Linked DNA regions of Rattus norvegicus: region 2 is linked to region 1. A link is a contact called in public Hi-C data. All regions are on one chromosome and are shown on one strand. Each heading gives the region's core, a stretch centred on a gene start, on an enhancer-like site or on the middle of the called end of the contact. The rest is flanking DNA. Distances are from core to core; before and after follow the strand shown.

Evidence for each region. Hi-C and Micro-C count contacts between places; a contact is called where the count stands out from the background.
Region 2: a contact with region 1 is called in a Hi-C map of prefrontal cortex, with 4 times the contacts expected there. The contact joins the promoter of Gnpnat1 here to the promoter of Gpr137c in region 1. A contact is called at or near these places in 3 of 12 Hi-C or Micro-C datasets (mammary epithelial cells, prefrontal cortex and psoas muscle).

Annotation. Positions count from the first base shown.
Region 1 is chr15:20,904,022-20,907,608 of GRCr8, reverse strand. It overlaps Gpr137c (G protein-coupled receptor 137C), which reads right to left and starts at 1,651. Exons shown (of 7, transcript NM_001134541.4): 1 at 1,139-1,651. The coding sequence starts at 1,564. The region is part of intron 1 of Rps10l6 (ribosomal protein S10-like 6); the gene reads right to left. It overlaps Txndc16 (thioredoxin domain containing 16), which reads left to right and starts at 2,157. Exons shown (of 21, transcript NM_001427814.1): 1 at 2,157-2,332; 2 at 2,521-2,571. The coding sequence starts at 2,547.
Region 2 is chr15:21,086,468-21,090,054 of GRCr8, reverse strand. Gnpnat1 (glucosamine-phosphate N-acetyltransferase 1) reads left to right here and starts at 1,632. Exons shown (of 6, transcript NM_001134756.1): 1 at 1,632-1,704. All of the region lies in intron 1 of Rps10l6 (ribosomal protein S10-like 6), which reads right to left.

The DNA.
Region 1 (3,587 bases), core at 402-2,901:
TAGTCAGTATTAAGTGTATGATGTCACCTTTTTTTCTTTTCTCCGAAGCTCTTATTTCGAGGGAAAGGAAGACTTTTGGGGGGCAAACCTGACAACACTAAGGTGTAAACACCACTGATATACATGATTGACAACCTTATACCCCCAACCTGTCTGAAATGGGTCAAATACCAAAGTGCTGCAGAACAATGCAATCCAACCAGCAATTCCCGGTAAAAGAGAAAGGGGGTGTGATTAGACTCCAGCTATTAAGCAAGTTGTTGAAAAAAACAGTTCCGTGGTTTGTTTCTGCAACAGGCACAGGTTAATCGTCTATCTTTTCTCCTAATTAGCTCTCCCCTAAAGGGCTGTGCTGTAAAGAGACCGACTAAATCGCCAAAGCAAGCAGCAACTGGGACAGACACTAAGGGCTTTATGGAGGTCCTTCGACCGTCCCGCAGCATCGGTTATTGATCGTTCAACCCGTCGGGGAAGCGATCGATCGGAATTTGTGTAAGGTGTATCGAGCCACAGTTAAGGAGATGCAGGGGGGAATATAAGCTTCTAATAAAAGAAACGCAGCAACAATAGCGGAGGAACAGCTCTGCCTGGTGACGTAATGGCTGGCAGAGGTCCAGCTTCAGCAGAGCTGCCTCTACCTCAGCATCCAACCTCCCTTAACCCGGTCCAGCCCCGACAGGGCTACCGGAGCTGCTACTTCTTACGATGCCTCTCTGTGGTCGCCCCCAACGCCTTATGTGGAGGTCTGGGACACTGAACAAAGGGTGTCCTACTGTCTTAAGTTATCGGGGCAGGCATGCACTCACTCATTCTCATTCTCTCTCATTCTAATTCATATATATTCATTCTCTCTCTCTCTCTCTCTCTCTCTCTCTCTCTCTCTCTCTCACACACACACACACACACACACACACACACACACACACACACACACACACACACACACACACTCTTCTCTAACCCCTCAGGCACCGAGTCCATCAGCGGCTTAAGTTGAGGGAGAGGGAAAGACAGGAGTGTCTGTCTCGCTGTCCCCAGGCTGCTCTCCGGCCACCTCCCCCGCCCCAATCCCAGTCAGTTTCGGCAGGAGTGGATCCCGGCGGCCCCGCTCCCCCGCTCGCCGGTCCTCCCGCCTTACCTCTGCCAGGTAGAGGTTGAGGAGACAGAGCGTGGAGAACTGGAGGCAGGAGGGGAAGCAGTAGAGCAGCCAGTGCGGGAAGAAGTGCAGGCGAGAGGGTGGCCGCAGCAGGGGCAGAGAGCCGCTGAGGGAGAAGGCGGCCGAGAAGAGCGTGGTCCTGAGCGCTGCCCACGCGAGACACAGGAAGAGGCAGAGGCTCTGGTAACTGAGCCGCCGTTCGCGGTACAGGAGCAGCCGCCACAGCTGCAGGTAGGCAAAGGCGAAGAGCGCGGCGTAGAGCAGCGCGTGCAGCACGCTCAGCGCCAGCTGCACCGAACCGGGAACCGCGGCTCCCGAGGCCGCGACGGCGCCCCCGCCGGGCGTCGAGGGTTCGCGGCCGGCCGTGGGGACCGCGGCGGCCGCCGGCCCGGGCACAGACTCCCTCATGAGGGGACGTGAGCAACCGGGAGGGAGCGCGGGAAGGAAGCGGCCGGAGCGATCCCCGGACCTCCCGCCCACCCCAGCCTGCGGCCCCGGGCAGCGCCGTGACAGGAGTCGCAGCCCCGCGCGGTTGCCGCGGCTGCCCTCGGGCCCGCCTCCCCCTCCCCCGGGGGGTGCTCGGCTCCTCCAGCCGGGGCTCGGCTCCGCAGCGGCAGAAAACAACTCTCGGCTGGAGACAATCAGCTGAGAAACCCGAGCTTTTGAGGCGCTCGCTCCGCACTGTGAGCTGCCCGCGATTGGCCCGGGCGGGCGCGCCCTCTGGGCGCCTCTCTCGGAAGACCACGGGCCACAGAGCCTGTCACTCCAGACTTCGTTAATCTGATTGGCTTCCCGCTTTCTCCTCGCCTCCCCCCGCCCCTCTCCCCACCCACACTGCTGATTGGCCCAGCAACTGCAAGACTTCCTCGCGCCGGCGGGAGGACTCCTGATTCTGACACCTGGAGCTGTTCTCGCTCCGCCCCCTGGTCTTCTATTGGTTGGAGTGTCGCTTACGTAAGGAGCACGAGGAGCAGGCGGAGCCCCCGGGGTTGTTTTTTTCGCCCGAGAGACTGATTTTGCGGAGGCAGTGGCGGCCGTGGGCGGTGAGATCTCTCAGGTAGTCGTAGTCGCTTTGAGAGCCGCCTTGGGGACCAGCCCCTGCCCCGCCTTCTGTCACTGGGGTAGCGGGAAGTGCTGGCTTCAGAGACCTTTAGTTGCACTGCACGAGGATCTCAGGTAGGTGGGTAGCGCGGGCCTGGAGGCTTTGCCTGCAGGATTGCATGCATATCAGCATCCGGCAGCGTTCCTCTAGCCATGCTGCTTGCGGAGCTCCGGCTTCTGATTCAGCTCACCTGTTTCTGGGGCACCGAACGACACTGGTTTTGACTTCTTCTTATTTTCCTTTTCTTTTTCTGAGTGAGCAGGAGGAAATGCAGGGCGAGGGAAGCGAATGAATCAAAGCACGAGCGGAAGCAGTAAGTAATCAACCCTTCCATCTCTCGGGAAGAGGTCCTTAAGGTGGTACTGGGAACAAATGAATGTTAAGGCCTTCTGCAAAGGGAAGGTGATTCTTTGAAACTTAGAAATTTAGAGAGCTGTCTTGGGCGAGGGCGGTGTGTGTGTGTGTGTGTGACAGAGCAGTAACAATTTTGTTCAGAATGGGAGAGTAGCAGTGATGTTCTGCTGGTGTGATAGCCTTGTGTGTAGGAGCAAGTGGTGCTATTCTCATCTGAGACCGAGAGGTACAAAGTAAGAGGTATATTTCTGCTTTAAATGAGTGAGAAACGATGTATATTGGGCCACTACATGATGTTTGTTACTTTTTTGGGGGGTATTTGGTAGCCAATCAGTCAAAGTAATGCAAGATTAAGACTCAGTGTTCTTGTAGACAGCATATTTACTGGAGCATCCAACATCCAGCCCTTCCTAAATACTCCCTTTCCTATGCTGTGCCTAAGAAGAGTGCTGTTTCTTGATCCTCTGCCACCAAATACATGTTACACAGGGGCTTTAAGTTTAAGATCTGTTTTGTACTCATTCTGGCTAGTAGTTTACCAGGCGCCAGATAGTACTACACCCACACATATATAATCATGCACATAAATGTACAGTAATGATAAAATGAAGAGAAAGCTATAAGTCTTGTGTTTATTCAATGGTAGGCTCATCCGGTAGACTCTAATGAGGCAGGGGAATCCCCGGCATTTAGATGTTGTCTTTATCTCACTAGCTTTATGGTTGGTGGAGACTATATGCATTCCTAACATTTACAGAGGTTCAGCCAGATACAGAGGTGGATAGAAGTCGGTGATTGAAAGGGGAAGAGGTAGTGCAGGATGATTTTGGTTCTGTCTTCCGGGATGTTCTCCTCAGCACAGGCCAAGCATGCTGCAAGGTGTTTAAACAGTTGCAGTTTCTTCAGAGAACTTTGTTACAGCCGAGCGGTGAGCAGTTCTGCGTGCCCCAGAGCATGGTTCTCCATGGTCTGTGG
Region 2 (3,587 bases), core at 383-2,882, 180 kb before region 1:
CATTGGAATTTGGGTAGATGTTTGTTACTTCACCATACTGTAGTTTATCCCTCCCACACACACATACGTGTACACCAACTAGCATCGTAAGCACATAGTACAGGCCAGGATGTTTTATATGTATTGCTTTATTAGACCCCACATGTCAGCTGAGGTGCCAGATACCACACCAAGAAAAGGAAGCCGGTCACAAATGTTCAAGGCCACAAGTTAAATGGAAGCACGGTAAAGGAAATTCCGGCAATTCGAAGCATTACCTACCAAGCTGTTAACGTCATCCTAACTCTGCAGGTGAAGCTATAGGGACACATGACTTCTTATCCTGTAGTTCTCTAGCGTTGCAAGTTTTAAAATAAGCAATTAAAACAGATAAATATTTTAATGAATTCAGAGATGGAAGTCAAGTGGTCTCTTGGAATATTCAAGCCATTTCTTCCTCTTCATCTATCTCTCTGTCTATCTGTCTGTCTATCTATCTATCTATCTATCTATCTATCTATCTATCTATCTAGTGACAGAGGTTCTCTACATATCCCTGGCTGTGCTTGATCTCATTGTGTGTAGACCAGAGATGCACAAAGCCTCTGGTCTCTACTGCTAGAATTAAAGGCATGCACCACTATGCCAGGTACTACACACACACATATGTATGTATGTATGTATGTATGTATGTCTCCAAATCTCTGCTTCCTCACTTGTCAAATGACGCTAAACGGTACTTAGGAGAGACACTGGAATTAGGAGCCCACGGTACTTAGGAGAGACACTGGAATTAGGAGCCCACGGTACTTAGGAGAGACACTGGAATTAGGAGCCCACGGAAGGGTTTCTCAAGCCTTCCCAGTACTGAGATTACAGAACAAGCACTCTATGTGCTAGATACTCTAAGATGGTTACAGGGTTCTGACTTCACCCCCCTCTTTGCTGTCTGGAGAACCTAGTGCCACTTGCCCAGAGTGAGCTGAAATGTTCCCAGTGTCCTAGGAAGCAAAGTGCTGCAGTGGAGAGCTCAAGGGTGAGTGGTCTCAACTCAGTTTCTAGAAGAAAGGAGCTAACTCTTGTCTCAGACATTTGGGAATCAGGGCATATGATCACCAGTGAGTAACCCAAGTCCTGACTAATGAACTGCATGCATGTGAGGGAAGGGGACAAAGGGGACGAAGGCACTAACAGGGTAGGAGCCTTCGAGCTCAGAAAATGAAAGGAACCCACACTGGTCATCGCGATACGCTGCTTAAACTCCTATGGCTTTATTTTCAGATAAAGCGTGAGGGCGACGGGGCAGTGAGCGAGAGGCGCGTCAGGAAAGTAAACTGATTACGCAAGCCTTGCTCCGGGTCATTGCCCCAAGCCCCAGAGTCACCTTAACTGCCCCAGGGCTCGGCCCCGCCCCGGAGCCCCGCCCCCGGAGCCCCGCCCCCGGAGCCCCGCCCCACAGAGCTCCTTTTGCAGCCCAGAGCCCCGCCCCGCCCCGCCCCTGGAGCCCCGGAGTGGTGTGCGTGGCCGTGCCTCCGCGTGCGCCGCGGTGCGTGAGGGCGGGGCAGGGCGGAGGCGTTGGTCCCGCCACGTTCGGCCAGGCGGTTCCGGCTGCGGCGCGTGGGGGCGCACGGGGGGAGGGGCTGGCGCTGCAGCCGGATCCGGATGCGGCGGCGCTGTGACCCGCAGGCAGACTGACGCGCTGGGACGGGAGCGTGGCTCGCTCCGGTGCGGTGAGGCGGCCTGGGGCTGGGACGCGAAGGCGGGCGGGCTTGGGGCTGCGGACCCCGGAGACTGGGATGCCCCTGTCCGGGAGCCGGGCGGCTAAGCTTGATGCTCTGTTGTCCGGCCGGGCAGGGTCTTGGAGGGCCTAGGGACGAGAGTGTCCGTGGCGTGGGACTGGGGGACGTTCCTCGTCCTGTCTGCCGCCGTCGCTATGAAAGGGCGCGAACTCCCTTTTACCGGTGCAGCGATCAGAGCCGCTGAAGACACGCGCCGGCTCTGAATTGCCCCAGCTGCGCAGACTGTATGAAACCTGGGGTGGGGGGGGACCTGGGACTTGAACCCCTAGAAACGCCGACTCCGTGGTTTCTATTGTGTGTAAGAGCTAATGTTTATGTAAGGCAAACATAAAATTTGTTCCTGTAAAAATAAATGGGGATTCGTTTGGTTGGGATTAATTAATCCAAGAGTGGGTCTCAGGAAATTGGTTAAGGCAGGATTTGTATGGTTGAAACAGATTCCAGGATGCAAAGATTGGCATCTGTTGACTTTCCTGATGTAGAGCACGACGGGAAAATGAGAGGCTCCTCCGTCCTGACCACTCATTTGTTGATGCATTACCTGAGGGCTAGTCTTGGGAACTCGGTGCTCCAACTGTGCAACTAGACTGGGGATAATCAGACGGTGTAGATAGTACACTAACGGGAAGTACTTCTTGCTTCATGAAATACTATCTTCATGAAAATACTCGGAGCTGTCTACCTGTCTATCTACCTATCTGTCACCTATCACAGCGATTTTGATTTGTCTGAAGATCATTTGTGAATCCTGGTCTTCAGTCTTCCCTACTTGTTGCTCCGGTGTTTTTCTAGAAGCACCTGCTCCGCATCTTGTATATAGGCTCAGAGGCTGGAGAACCAAACTTGAAGTTTGGTGTATGTCTTTTGTGTTCTTGCTCGTGGCCCCGTGGCAATCTTTTTTTCTTCGTGACTTTCTGAAATGTGATTTCTATATACCTTACGTCATTCATTATTCATTGACTAGAGGTTTATAGGACTAGGGATTAGGCAATACTCAAGCCGTGTAAACAAATGCTAATTTAGCAGTTAAACCCAAGGGGTTGGGGGCGGGGAGGTGCTTTGAGTTAGGGTTTACAACCAAACATAGAGAAAGTTAGGTGGTGATGACCTTTAAGTGCTACAGAAAGAAGACTTTTTGTCATTTTGTTTTGATAAAAGTCTGTGTAGCAGGGGCTAGCCTGAACTTGGAGGGAGGAGTCGAGGGGATTACCTTAGAACCAACTTAAAAAATATCTCCATGTTTACATCAACTCCCATAATTATTTTTTTTAAAGATTTATTTATTATATATGAGTACACTGTCTCTGTCTTCAGACACACCAGAAGAGGGCATCAGATCCCATTACAGATGATTGTGAGCCACCATGTGGTCTCTGGGAACTGAACTCAGGACCTTTGGAAGAGCAATCAGTGTGCCCTTAACCACTGAGCCATCTCTCCAGCCCCAGAATTTTTTTTTTTTTTCTTTTTTTTGAGACTGGTGCGACTGGGTAGTCTGCTGTCCTTGAGCTCTCACAGTTCATGCTCCAGCCTCCTAGCACTGGATCCAGGTGTTTGCCACCTCACCTGAATTTTTATTAGATTGTAATAAGGCATGGCCTCTGTCAGCATCATAAATTGTGTCTTTATGACTGGGAGGATAGGCTTTTCCCCTTTAGGTTTTATAAATCTCATTTCAAGGGGTTTGACTCTAATCAGGTCCTTTGTTTTTAACTAGACCAATGCCTGTCCTCATCTGTTTAGTAATGAATGCAAACTCACTTAATGTTGCTTAAGGACTCCAGAATGGTGGTAGGACACACCTGTAAT